Linked DNA regions of Mus musculus: region 1 is linked to region 2. A link is a contact called in public HiChIP or PLAC-seq data. All regions are on one chromosome and are shown on one strand. Each heading gives the region's core, a stretch centred on a gene start, on an enhancer-like site or on the middle of the called end of the contact. The rest is flanking DNA. Distances are from core to core; before and after follow the strand shown.

What was found. HiChIP or PLAC-seq counts read pairs in DNA pulled down with a chosen protein or histone mark.
Region 1: a contact with region 2 is called in a CTCF HiChIP or PLAC-seq map of the NIH/3T3 cell line, with 11 read pairs. The contact joins two enhancer-like sites. A contact is called at or near these places in 1 of 15 datasets of contacts at CTCF or cohesin (the NIH/3T3 cell line) and 2 of 484 Hi-C or Micro-C datasets (granulosa cells and nephron progenitors).

Annotation. Positions count from the first base shown.
Region 1 is chr15:7,568,138-7,575,923 of GRCm38.p6, forward strand. No RefSeq gene overlaps it. Among named protein-coding and RNA genes, the nearest start is that of Gm41264, 9.6 kb to the left of the region's middle. Within about 2 kb of position 6,319, at least 25 of the 459 cell types and tissues checked have an H3K27ac peak or open chromatin away from gene starts, as enhancers often do. A contact at or near this core is called in the NIH/3T3 cell line, where this site is marked.
Region 2 is chr15:7,489,615-7,496,542 of GRCm38.p6, forward strand. No RefSeq gene overlaps it. Among named protein-coding and RNA genes, the nearest start is that of Gm41262, 25 kb to the left of the region's middle. Within about 2 kb of position 3,582, at least 25 of the 459 cell types and tissues checked have an H3K27ac peak or open chromatin away from gene starts, as enhancers often do. A contact at or near this core is called in the NIH/3T3 cell line, where this site is marked.

The DNA of each region.
Region 1 (7,786 bases), core at 5,069-7,568, 81 kb after region 2:
AAGACCCATGCCACCAGGGCCAGCTCTTCCTTGCTGCCCAGGTGAAGGGTGGACCCAGCTCTCCCAAGTGTTAGAACCAGCAAGGGTTGAAGCCAGCTCACTGTGTGGGGTTTATGTCACCGTTGCTGCCACTGTGCTGTGACCAGTGAGGGGCCAAGCCAACTCAGCATGGCCCTTGAACATTAACATGGCTTCAAGTGTCATCCCAGACCAAGGACAGTTGCCTGTCTGTATAGCCTTTGCTGGTAACTTGGGCCATGGACATCAACACAGACTCCTGCTGCAGCAGGGCCATGGACTCAGACATGGCCCTCAACAGTAGCACAGGGCTGATTATCATCATTGCCTCAGGTAGCAGAGCAGGCCTCTCACATCTCTAGTTCAGCTCTCCCATCTCTCCACCCATGTGTTGCAGGAAATATTTAAAAAAAGAAGAAGAAGAAGAAGAAGAAGGCCAATAGGTTTCCATGCTTGAGCTGGCTACTCTCTGTTCTCCAACTCCGCTGCCTCCACAGCTCTAGGCCTAGCCCCAACAGTGACCGATTGCTGTCTTCCCAGCTCCGGTTCTTTGGTTAAGTGCTGCCTATACCCTCTCAGCCGAAATCCTCCTGTGGTTGGCGGTCCCACCTTCCAGTAACCCAGTAAAACAAAATTCTAGAAACTTATAATTAATATATTTATCAGTCAGATTTATATATCAACAAATTCTCAATTCACAAGATGCCCACACAATAATTTCTGAGCCAATTGATAATGATACAAGCTGCCCAACTAGAATAGACAAGTTATCCCAATTATTCTTTCCCTATATGATATCCCTAACTACCTGTGGCTATTTAAAAACAGCAGGACCAGGATCTTCTTCCTGTTTGTCCTGCATCTCGCTTCCTTCTGTCCTTCCATCTCTGTCTCTGTCTTTATCTCTCTCTGTCTCTGTCTCTCTGTCTCTGTCTCTCTCTCTCTGAAAATCTTAGCTCTGCCTCCCTTTTCCCTGTCCAATCACAGGCCTCCTGCTGCACTAATATTTAAGTAGATTGGATAGGGAAAATCCTGCCACACCCTCACTTGACCATTGTAGTGGCACCTGCCCACCTGTGCCTACAAGGCCTCTGGCTATCCTGTGCCCCCAGACTATCTACTTTTTATCTCTCTGCTTATTTAAAAAAAAGTTTATATAAATTAGCATTTCTCAGTCTGTGAGTTGTAACCCCTTTTGGGGGTTGAACAATCTTTTCATAGGGGTCACCTAAGACCATCAGAAAGCACAGATATTTACATTATGTGTCATAACAATTACAGAATTACAGTTATGAGGTAGCAACAAAAATAATTTTATGGTTGAGGATAACCCTGTAACACTATGAAATATATTAGAGGGTCACAGCATTAGGAATGTTGAGAACCACTGATATACTGATATAAATGCATATAGATCTGTCAAGATGAATATGTGACTTCTTACATACTTTGATTTCTTACCCATGAGAGAATTTAGAAGTCATTTCTTTTTTTTTTTAGTTTTTTTAAAATATTTTTTATTACACATTTTCCTCAATTACATTTCCAATGCTATCCCAAAAGTCCCCCATACCCTTCCCCCCCAACTTCCCTACCCACCCATTTCCATTTTTTTGGCCCTGATGTTCCCCTGTACTGGGGCATATACAGTTTGCGTGTCCAATGGGCCTCTCTTTCCAGTGATGGCCGACTAGGCCATCTTTTGATACATATGCAGCTAGAGTCAAGAGCTCCGGGGTACTGGTTAGTTCATAATGTTGTTCCACCTATAGGGTTGCAGATCCCTTTAGCTCCTTGGTTACTTTCTCTAGCTCCTCCATTGGGAGCCCTGTGATCCATCCAATAGCTGACTGTGAGCATCCACTTCTGTGTTTGCTAGGCCCCGGCATAGTCTCACAAGAGACAGCTACATCTGGGTCCTTTCAACAAAATCTTGCTAGTGTGTGCAATGATGTCAGTGTTTGGAAACTGATTATGGGGTGGATCCCTGGATATGGCAGTCTCTAGATGGTCCATCCTTTCGTCTCAGCTCCAAACTTTGTCTCTGTAACTCCTTCCATGGGTGTTTTGTTCCAATTCTAAGGAGAGGCATAGTGTCCACACTTCAGTCTTCATTCTTCTTGAGTTTCATGTGTTTAGCAAATTGTATCTTATATCTTGGGTATCCTAGGTTTTGGGCTAATATCCACTTATCAGTGAGTACATATTGTGTGAGTTCCTTTGTGAATGTGTTACCTCACTCAGGATGATGCCCTTCAGGTCCATCCATTTGGCTAGGAATTTCATAAATTCATTCTTTTTAATAGCTGAGTAGTACTCCATTGTGTAAATGTACCACATTTTCTGTATCCATTCCTCTGTTGAGGGGCATCTGGGTTCTTTCCAGCTTCTGGCTATTATAAATAAGGCTGCTATGAACATGGAGCATGTGTCCTTCTTACCAGTTGGGGCATCTTCTGGATATATGCCCAGGAGAGGTATTGCTGGATCCTCCGGTAGTACTATGTCCAATTTTCTGAGGAACCGCCAGACTGATTTCCAGAGTGGTTGTACAAGCCTGCAATCCCACCAACAATGGAGGAGTGTTCCTCTTTCTCCACATCCTCGCCAGCATCTGCTGTCACCTGAATTTTTGATCTTAGTAGAAGTCATTTCTTTTCAGTGTGTTTTATGTCTATTTTGTAAAAGTTAAGTGCCTTTCTCCAGGCCCATGGATAGGAGTTTCTCTGGTTTGTCTAGTCTCAATTCTGCTTCTTACTAACTGCAACCTTGGCCTGGTTATCTAAATTTTCTGCCTTTGTTGCTTCCTTTACAATGTGGGATACCTATAGTAATGGCCTCACAGGGCAGGCCTGAGAGGAACACATGCGATAATGTATGCAACGCACTTAGCATGGTATATGAGTTATGTGTTTATTTATGGTATAAAGTTTTGTGTTACTTTTACTAAATATTCAACATAAACAGTTCACAGGAGGAATGATTTGTCTTGACTCCCAGATACAGAGAATCCAGTTCATGATTGTTTGAGGTCCTGCACTTGAAAAAACTATCTTGGCAGCAAAAGCAAGTGACAGAGGAGCCTCTTACTTCAGAAAGGACAGGAGAGCAAGTGACAGAGGAGCCTCTTACTTCAGAAAGGACAGGAGACAGAGAGTGAAACAAGAAGGGGCCCAGGGACTCATTATCCACATGAATCTACTCCTATCCACCAGACCCAACATCCTAAGTTTCCAGTACACCCCCTCCCTCCCTAATCTCTTACAACAGAGCAGTAGAAGCCAAGCACTCAATACATAAGCCTGGGGGAAATGCTAGATATTCAAGTCAGAGCACATGGCAAACACAATACTCAGTTGACTGTTGATCAGTCATTCCCTTTACAATGTCATAAGCCTATCATTGAAGGGCTGAACAACTATTAATCAGAAAACAAGGAAAATGAGTGAGAACAAAGGTATTTTTTTTCAAGCAAAGTTATAAATGTTTCCATGTTAATAGATAAGTAATAGTACGTAATATAATGTCTTTTAGGTGTTTGTTTGTATTGGAGGTGGGGGTCTCACTATGTAGCCCAGGCTAGCCTTGAGTTCATTGAGATCCTTCTACCTCTGCCTCCCAAGTGATGAGATGAAAGGTATGTACACACACCAGGCTAACAGGCTTCTCAAAAAAAAAAAAAAAATTAGTGCAGGATAAAGAACCCATACTGTCTTTTAGTCAGCATAACATTGAGGATTTCACTCAAAGCAAATATTGGAATAAAGGCTTCACTCTGAATTAATGAAGGGGTTTTGAGTTTCTCATTCAAGTTTTCTGGTATTTCTTTTTCCTATGGTAACCACATGTTTATATCTCTGTTAGGAAAAGGGGACTACTTTGGAATTACCAGTTCATTCAAGCAATAATTCTATTTTGTGATATCTATATCCCTTGGAAATACATTTTACCACAGCTCAATTATTCTCTTTAATAACATATGTAACACACATTCCTTCCTTCTACCAGACAGCCTGATTATATCTTCTTGCTTCAATGCAAGCAATGCCATTCACCATCCTTGCAAAAATAAGTAAATAAATAAAGGATAATAAAAGTAAAAGTTACAAAATGAGGGAGCAGAGGACTTCAACCCAAAGAGTGGCTATGTATGATCTTTTTCCTGAGCTTTTACAGTTTAGGTCTTTAAGACTCTTGTGAGTCTCTCAGCCCTGAGTCATCTCAGGGATGGCAGTAGCATTTGAGATGTTGTGCCAAAGAATTATCAAGAACCAAAACATCAAAATTACTCCCATGTGGGTGTGAAACTCAATCTTCTTGACTTTTGAAACAGAGGAGATGGCTCCATCATGAGTCCACCATTTTCGATACCAGTAATTGCACACTGAATCAGAGGACTGATGGGGAATGGAATTGGAACACTGGAGATAATTTAAGAATAGCTTAGGTAACTAGACCCAGTCTTTGAAGAATAACTCTCTAGGGGAGGTCTCAAATGATCTTGAGTCTTGACCACAATTCCTTGGACACCACCGCAGAAAAAGAAAACACCATTTATGTTTATATGGCATCTGAGGAGTCAGCTTGAAGTGGTTTTTATAGCCATTTTCACAAGTGATTTAAGTCACTAATTAATTGGCAAATCTTCATCGCCCCTCTAGTTCAGTTATCTAGGTCAAGAAAAATAAGCATGTCAATGCTGTCAGCACTGATGTCCATATGGCTTTGTGGGGTGTATTTCTTTGGTGGGCTGAACTAAGTGACACATTTAACATAGTCAACTTGAAGTTCAAAAGTGAGTCTATTTCCTGCTTGGTCTATGGTCTTGGTTTTTCAAGCTGATTTAAGACAAGCCTATGAAGTCCAAAAGTGTCTTTGAAAGTGTTGGCATTTCGTCTAGGCTCCACCCCACACTTACCTAGCAATAGCCAGGTGTGTCTGACTCACTATAGAAGGGGCTGCTTGCCCCCTCTCCTTGCCCTCTTGTTTTCTTGTTCTTTTGATCTCTTCTCTTCTTCTCTTGCTCCTGCTCCCTTACCCTCTTCCCCTTCTCCCATCTCTCTTCACATGTGCATGGATGACCCCCTGCCCTCCCCTCCCTATGCCCTGAATAAACTCTATTTTATACTATACCATTGTGTGTGGCTGGTAATTGGGGGGAAGGGATGCCTCAGGATGGACCTGCAGAGGTTCCCTCTTCTCTGCACACCTTACCATACCTCCACCAAACATAACCCTGCCTTCTCTCTCTTCTTTTTATAAAACATAAGAGAAAGTCTTTAGAAAACAAAACAAATAGATGAACATGCAGGTTATAAATATACAGATTTATAATAGATGGATAGATGGGTGGTTGGATGGAGATAGATAGATAGATAGATAGATAGATAGATAGATAGATAGATAGGTAGGTAGATAGATAGATAGATGCCAGGTAAGATCGACTGATAGATGTCAGATAAGATAGATAATAGATAGATGTCAGATAAGATAATGCATAGACAGACAGACAGACAGTTGGACAGACAGATAATACTCATAAGGGTCATCTAAATATTAGGCATAAGGATGAAATGATACAGGAAGCTATCTTTTTTTTCTTCCCTCACTGGTATTTCTACTCTAATGAAAGATTTCCACAGTAGGTAGATAATCTTATAAAGAACACAAAACTTATCACTAAATCAAATGCTTAAAAGTGACAGAAAAAACAAGGAAGCAAAACAGTCAGAGAGCTCAGGGAAGACTTCACTGAGAAGGGATTATTAAGGTGTAATTTGAAGGGAACTTGAGGTTCTAAGTAGAGAGATGAACCTATGTAAAGATAACATGGTAGGAGAAAGCAACGAGGGTAGGAAGTAAAAGAAACTAGTGGAGTAGCACAGAGCAAGGGGAAATATGAAAGAGGGCGCTGAGAACGTGCACCTGCTGTGTTTTGTCTGCACTTTCTGAACAATTACACAACAGGCAGTGACTGACAATGTTTAAAGAGAAGTGTGACAAGGTTAGAATTACAGTTCTGTTACCACCAGCCTATGTGAGTGTGGGGAGTCGACAGGAAGGACCACCCAGGGACAAGAAGAAACTCAAAATATCAGGAGAAAGCTGTTGCTCTTCTCTGGTACGGATGCGACTTAGGATCAAGATGCTGTCCACAGAGATAGCACAGGAAAACTAGCAGGAATTGAATTGAATTTAAAGAATGAAAGGGGAATAGACCAGGCTTATGCACAAAAAGCAACTTCTTTGGATTGTGGCAGGAAAGGAACAAAATAACAACACTTCCATTGCCAAGTACTGCTCATGACTCAGGCAAGTGGTATCCAGAGTCTGCATCCAGACCTCTGAGTATCGTGTGCTGCTCAGAGGCCTCACACTCAACTCTCAGAAATAATCTACAACAAAACTCTTAGAAACCAGAAAATAGAAAACTGTGGAGATCTATTTTTGGTAAGACACAGACATAAAGATGACCACCTTCAAAATAACAAAAGTAAGTAATAAATAAGCTCAAACTGACATTTTTCTTTAAGCCATAAAGCCCCATTACATACCTAGGTATGCACACACCTAAACAAACCAATCACAAAGATAAATACATCAAAGAAGAGCATAAAATGATAACTATTTTCATACCTGGGGCAACTTGCCTAGCATGTGTTGGGGAGGCAATCAGCCCATAAACATGGACAAAAGTTTGTTGGGATGAGGAAAAAAAAATCAGCTGACCTTTTAACAGCAGTGTAAACTCTATGAAATGTTGGAATCTGGAAGAGTCCCAAACACAAAAATAAATTTCTCAGAACAATTCTCCACCCTGGGAAATTTGCCAACTCAGCAGCAGTTGGGGCAGAGCTAAAAAGTAAGGAGCTCTCTGCTGCTTTTCATCCCTTACACTAATCAAGTCCCAGAGCTGTCTACAAAATCTAACTAAATAAGCTGCCACTGAACGCTCCCTAGCTCAAAAATTGAAAGCACCAAAGAGATCAGACCTTCATACTAGCAGCAAGGATTTTGGCTTGAGTCTGAAAAGATAAGAACAGTCACCGTCCTCTCAGTAGCAAAAAGGAAACTGAAATTAAAGTCGCATCTTGTACCCAGCCCAACTATACAGTCCAGGTGGACTTTTCAGGAAAAAAAAAAAAAAAAACTCTCAAATTTTTGGACATTCAGGAAAACAAACAAACAAAAAACTCTTTCCTAAGTTTTTGGACAAGGAAAATAGAAAATTCTTTCTGGAAAGAACACAGCAAAAACATACCATCTGGTTTAATCTCTACTGGTAACTTGATGGAAGTGACTAAAATATTATGGAAAAACTACAGACACACAAAGAAGAATAGAAATGTAACCTATAACCAAAAGAGTAAACAACCAATAAAGGCAGAAGCCTGAATGACCAGAGGTTGGAATCTAGAAGGCATCTTTGAAATAACTACTTTAAATATGTTTAAAGGTTTAGAAATAACAATGAACAAAAAACAGCAGAGTTTCATCAGAAAAAACCAAAGCTCTAAAGAAACCCTAGAAAGATGTTCTAGAACAGAAAAGCATGATATCTAGAACAACAACAAAAATATAGCAATATTTCAACAAAAATATAGCAAATAGCCTCGGGACAGAGTGGAACAAAAGAAAGAGGAAGAACACAAGGATAGATGCACAGAAAATAGCAGATAGGATGTGTGGAAAGAGAAATCAGGGCTCAATGTTCAGAGTACACTATCAAGGATACTTGAGTTAAGAAAAAATGATGGCCCATACATAT
Region 2 (6,928 bases), core at 2,332-4,831:
CTTGTATTTTTATTTTGTCTACAGTTTGTGCTCCGTCTGATATGAGCTTTCTTATTCATAGAGCGAGCGAGGCTAGTCCAAACAGTCGGGTGTTTGCATTTGGGCTGGAATGGAAGAGATGTGAAGTAACTGTCTAGTCTTAAACCACTGTTACCCGGGAGATGACAAGTGCTCAGGCACACACAGGCAGCAGGCTGCTAGCCATGCCTACTCACTCACTGATCCTGATCTTACGGGTCATGGCCACATCGTTTGCATCTTACAACAATCCTCAAGCTTTGTGTTGTTTTGCTGAGGCTTGTGCGCATCTTGTTCTAGATGGCATACATGAAGGGCTTGCTTGAAGACCGACGACAAGAAACTGGAATAACTCAGCCTTTTTCTGACATCAAAGGGCAATACGGATCCGATCAATGAGACTGGAGCATCTCCAGGATGTCAGCAGGCTGGAGCTGAAGCTTCTCCAGATGGAATCAAATCCAAGGAGTTGGCATTGGGAAGACACCTTCAGCCTAAGTCTCTTCCTGTAATGGAATTCTTCCACCTATATGATAAAACACTGGATTTCGTCGTAACACGTATAAGTGATAAAACACTTGTAAAATCTGGATATCGTTTCATGGTAGTCATGAAATGTCACAAGGATATTTAGTGGACCCAGCTCCTGAGTGCTTCACCTCAAAAGATTTCTAAGTAAATCATCACTATGCCAGCTGATCCTGATAACAAACGTCTGAGGCCCCAGCAGTCTCACTTTATGGAAGGTACGCTTCCTGGGCTCCAACCAAAGTGGCTTATTCATTGTTACTGGGCCATGCTTGTGACTTCAGGGAACATTGTGAACAAAGCCCAGAAGAGATGTGAAGACATGCTGTAGACTAGACTATCAGTAAAGCAGTTTATCTGAGGGACACGAGAGAGTCCATTTCTCCAGGCAAATGATGGGTGAGCTTCTATCATCTGTACATGTGCTTTGCCTCTAAGAAGCTCCTTAGATCTAGTAAGGTGTGTGTTCTCCTCCAGTTTTATTGCCCATGAACCTTAACTTAAAGCCCACGTGAAGACTATTTCTTGATGAGTGGGGGATATGGCCGGGTGGTAGAGCACTAGCTAAGCATGTCTAAGACCCTGAGTTTGAACCCCAGGACCAGGAAAAAAATATTTTTAAAATTAAGTAAGTAATAAATATTTAGTCTGGGCCCACACAACTTTTTCTGGTTTGCATTCTTTAGTTCCATCTTCCATATTTTTCTTCCTTCCATTCTTCCATCATTCTAACTTTCCATATTTGTTTGATCTTCCAACTTATTTCCAGATCTTCTACATCCCTGTCAACAAAACAAACTAGTCTTTTAGTCACAAATGGCATAGAGAACGCAAAGTTCGAGACGGTGCTCTAGGATCAAACACAACGTGTGATTGCAGTGACATTTAGAACCCTCTGGTGGGAGTCGGAATAAGACCCTTCAAGGTCTATATTCTAATTTCTAGACCCCAGGAATATATTATCTAATACTTCAAGAAGAAAATTACAAAAGTGTTTAAGTTAAAGGCCTAGAGATAGAGACACCACCTGGGATTGCTTATGAGATTGGAGCTCTATCTGGGAGCTCTATCTGTTAGGTGATCCCAATATAACCACAAGGGTCATGCCCGGGCAGAGCTCCAAAGACTTGGACTTGACTGGGGTGCCGAGGGAATGAAGAATGCCATATGGGCAGAAAACAGGGACAGGTGGTCTGGATTCTCTGCTGGAGACACCACAACACTCCAGAAGCTCAACATGCGTATTATATAGAGTCAAAAAGAGAGGCGGGCTTGTTGCAACAGCTGAACAGCAAGGCAGGATTACTACACGCCGATCAATACGAAGGTGGGATTATGATATGTGGCTGAACAAGCAGGCAGGTATACCTCATCTCAGTAAAAGCAGTCTCTTGGGGAATAGTCTTCCGGCAGTACATATTATGGAGAGAAGCTGAGGGGGACATTTCTGGACACACTATCAATATCCACACATAGACCAAAGGAAGGCTTGGCTGTTTCCCTTTTAGCCTCTTTTTCATTCAAAGATGTTCACTCTCTGTCCATCCATCCATCTATTCATCTATCTGTTTGTCCGTGTATCCTACCTATTTGAACTTTAATTTAACACTTTAACTTAAACACTTTCTTGTTGATACAGCCAAGGTCTGAGGCTCTGGGGTCCTTGATGTGGCCATGTCTACAGCTCACATTCACTCAAGACTTTATCCACTCATGACTTCTCCCACTCCCAAACACAAGTGAGAATTTCTTTTTTTAAGTGTGGAAGACAGAGACAAGAGGTAGTGTCAGAATGATGTCATGTGGCAACAATTTGGCTGACCACTCCTGGTTTGAAATATTGAATTGGGATAAAGAGATCAGAAATGTAAGCAAATTCTAAGAATTGAGAAGGGAGGGAAGCAGATTCTATATTAGAATCTCTAGAAGAAACACAGCTTGCCTTTGTCCCATCTCAGACTTCTGACCTGTAGGGCTGAAGGCTGATGAGTTTGTTTGGTTTAAAGCCGTAGAATTTATGGGAATTTGTTGTGCCACCTGGAGGTTACATTTCTTTCTAATTATACTTACCTAATTGTCCCAAGCAATTTGGTTGAAAGGGATGATTCACAAGGCAATAAAACACCACTTAGTTTTTTGGTATTTTTTTAGTCCTTATATAAGTCTCTATATAAAATCCCTATGAAGGTACACAGCTAACACTGGATATTATCAACAATAAAGTATTTAAGTTAAAGCCTTCATGTCTTCAAACAGATTGGTAGAATACGTGGACAAACAGATGGGTGGATTGAAGGATGGGGGAACAGATGGATAGTGAACAAACTGAATTTCATCTTTGCTTTAAAGGAATGTAGTAAAACAAATTCACAAGGTTAGTAATGCTTTAATGAGCATTGTTTGAAAGAGAGGCTCTAAATACAGTGACAAATAGAGAGCTTAGGTCCTGTTCATTCTTTCATTTAGCTATGAACTGATGATCCCCTCAGCCGTAATCACAAAGGTCTAGCTATGTGGCTTCAAGGGACCATGAGGAACAGTAAGATCAAATCAGGTCAAAAGAACTGCTCAATATATTTTTAACTTGGAATGGTGTATGAGGGTAGAGCTACATAGTGTATTTTAATCTTAATGTCTTTGACCTGTACTTTAGGATGGCATTCCTCTCAATATGATTTCTGTATAAACCATTCAGTTGCTGTTAATTCAGGAGAACTGAGATTCACTTTCTCCTCAAAAAGTCAAAAATCATGAAATATAAACTCATCCTATGGTTTAAGCAGAGTTAATTCACTAGACCATGTGACAATGATTGAGTTTTATATTCCTAAGGGGTTAGAGGGTATATAGGAGGCACATAGTCAGCTGATCAGTTTCAGACAAATCTTCAGATTTGGTCCATATGTCACAGTAGTTCACTCCCTCTTCCCAGAAATGCTCTTGGTATTCATTTGGAACACTATAAAACAGTTGAGCTTTGGAAAGTCTGCATATCGTTAGTCAGCAGATGCATGGTACAGTAATCATCACATGAGCACAGCCTATCACAGACCAGCACTCCTGGAAAAGCCACGCCGAAGGAGCAAGCCCCACTGATGGGCTGCATCCTCAGATAGCCCCCTGGCCAACAGCTAGTTTGTTTTAAAAATCTGGGTTCCACCAACTGGCATTCATTGGTCAGGAGCAATTTCTCCCAATGCTGCTCCCATGACGCAAACAGACAGACACTACTTTTGTTCCATTTTACCCCCACGCCCTGAAAAGTCACAAATGCCTTCTTGATGGGCTGGCTCCTGGCACTGCGCAGCCCCCACGGCTGACTTCCTTTCTGGCCAGCTGCCTCTGGTAAACATCGCCGGGATGAGCAAGAGGGTGTGTGGGTACAGAGTACTGATATAGGGCTATGATTATGATCGTGCTTTTGCTCACCACTGTCTCAAATTGCATATTGTATTGGGGACACTGATTATTTTCTATTTGGGGAATTGCTTATCTGGCCTTAGCAACCTCAGGACCTCTACTATTCTATCCTGGAAACTAGAGAGGAAAAAAGTGTGTATTGGAGCCTTCTATGACTGGAAAATAGAGATTGGATTCTGGCCCAGCTATATCCTCACCTTTTCTCTCCTGCCTTTCCTTTATAGACTTCAGCTCAAATGGGAAGATAGATGTACTGTCTTATGCTAGGTAGGAGACAGTTTTCCTAAATACGAATTAAAAAATTAAGACTTATTGCATAAGGAAGAGGGGGTAAATGGATGATGGGTAGAGAAAAAGAATGACAAGGGCGAGTGAGACACAGGGACTGTTTCCCAATGGCTCCTTAAGTCTGATCCTGTGGAACTCTGAGTTCTACCTATGAGTCACTGAAGAAGTGGATCTGAACTTTCACTTTTCCCCTCTAGGGAGACATAGACTCTTACGCACACCTGATCTTCAGGCTTCCAGGCAAAAAGACTCTCCATGATGAACCCTGCACCAAAGTCACAGAAAAGCGAGGAATTGGCACACCAATGTGGTCACCTCAGCACAGTGAATGCTGTTCCTGGGCAGAGAGGTTGTCCCTTCACCCAAAGAGTGCTGCTCTGCAGCAGTTAGTGCTTGTCTCCGGAACCTTTCAGAGTATGGGTCTTTGCGCATCACACAGAGACACCATTGAATCAATCCATGCATGGGCCAAATTGTACTGTGGACTTGAGATCTGATCATCAGACCACTAAGATTGCTAGCACCTGATTTTCTTCCTTTCTCTGTATCTCTTGGACATTAAAGTCAGAATCCCACTTTTAAAAATCCTCACCTAGCCTTTAAGTATTCCAGTATTCACTGTGATACAGACGTCCTTCGTGCCTTGTGGTGGCTGCACCACTGCTTGAATTCTTACCAATTAACAGGGACTCAGCTCTGCCCCATACTATCCATTTTTAGTTCAAGTTCAAAATCCTGAAGGTAGAGATTCAGCTGATATGCTGAAAGCCCTCCTACTCTGGCATTCAGTAAACTACTTTATAATCCACTGTAGAGCATTCATAAACACTTCCTGAATGGTATACAGTCAAACTGAATGTCTACCTACCACTTCATAATACTCGTAATTATTTTTCTTAGGCTATCTGTGATAGGTGTTGATCGGCTCTAACCAGAAACTTATTTCATGGATCAAAGACAATTTGAAAATGGTGTTACCCCTTCTTTTTGAGTTTCAGGTGACCTTGATGTTACTAAAGTTTCACAAGAGTGACAAGTCCATTTGAGCAGAGGTTTGGATGTGGCCTTAGACTTGGATATTGCTCCATATATAGACATACATGCACATATACAGTGCATTTATACATACATATACACTGGGCATGCAAGAGATGGGGAGAACACTGGAGGAAGTCAAGAGATGCCAATCTCCATATCAGGTGTGTCCCCGCCCTGCCACCACAGGTTTATGATCTCTAAAGTCCCACCCATGCCAAAGGTTCTACTAGTTGTTCTCATCTTTCATGAAGGGCTAGAACCCAAGAAGATGAATGGAACCTGGGCTTTCTCGCTATGCTCAATCAACAGACATCCACACTAATGTCATTTCTTACATGCAACTCCAGGTTGGCTTATTGCCTTAACCAGAGGGAAAGAAAAATGTATGGAAGGATTTTTTTTTAACAGATAAAGGGAGAGATAGTGACAGAGATGTCATGGAAAATGGCCCATTCAATCACTGAGAATGTATGGAGGAACTACTATGTGTGAGGAACTGGGAGGGACAGCTGGACAATCAGAGTCCTTGATTTTACAGAGGTCGGAAATTCCTTTTCTCAGCATCACTGAAGTCAGCTGATTACATAGGGAGTAATTTCAATTTTCATTGAAGTAGACCTTACTCTAAATGTCTCCATATCATCAACTTTTTTTCCCACCCATATTCCGAGAGACCAGCTTGTCTTCTCATTGTTGCTGTTTCCCGAGAGAAATCATCATACTCTAATGCAGCATTCAGGGTTAGTTATAAACTTTATGATCAGAGATGACACAGCCAACCTGTAAAGCTGTCACCTCTGCTCAAAGAATATTGCAATTCTGTCTTTCTTCCAACTTTTATGGGGACATTAATACACCAGGGGCAAAAAAAATATGTACATGACAGGGTAGGGATACAGCTTTGATTGTAGAGTACTCAACCAGCATGCATAAAACTCCTGGTTTCTATCTCCAATGCTATACAGAACTAGGCATGGTGACCAGGTGTGGTGGAACACATCTGTGATCTTCACACCCAGGAAGCAGTGACTTAGTCAGAAAAACAAGGTCATTCTCAACCACATAGTGAGTTGACATTCATCGGCTACATGAAACTGTGTCTCAAAAATAAGAAAGGGCAAGGAGGGAAAGAATTATATAGTATGGTATGGTATGGTATGGTATGGTATGGTATGGTATGGTATGGTATGGTATGGAGTGGTATGGTATGGTATGGTATGGTATGGTATGGTATGGTATGGAGTGGTATGGTATGGTATGGTATGGTATGGTATGGTATGGTATGGTATGGAGTGGTATGGTATGGTATGGTATGGTATGGTATGGAGTGGTATGGAATGGTATAGAGTGGTATTGTATGATATAGTGTTGTATAGTATAGAGCTCTGCTGCTTTATTGACTGCTCAGTAATAATAACAATCATGCATTTGAAGTTGTTTCTTCACCTTCAGAAGGAATTACATAAAGTTTCAAGTTGTCAAATGGCTTTTTCCCCTGTAGTGTGCAGGCTTGTTTTCTGTATTTTGAAGAGAGACAATCAAGCTACTTGTACAGCAAATTGCTGTACAGTTTTATATATTGTGCAGTTTTTATATTAGACTTGGCAAATATGGAGATATACTTCCATGGGATGGG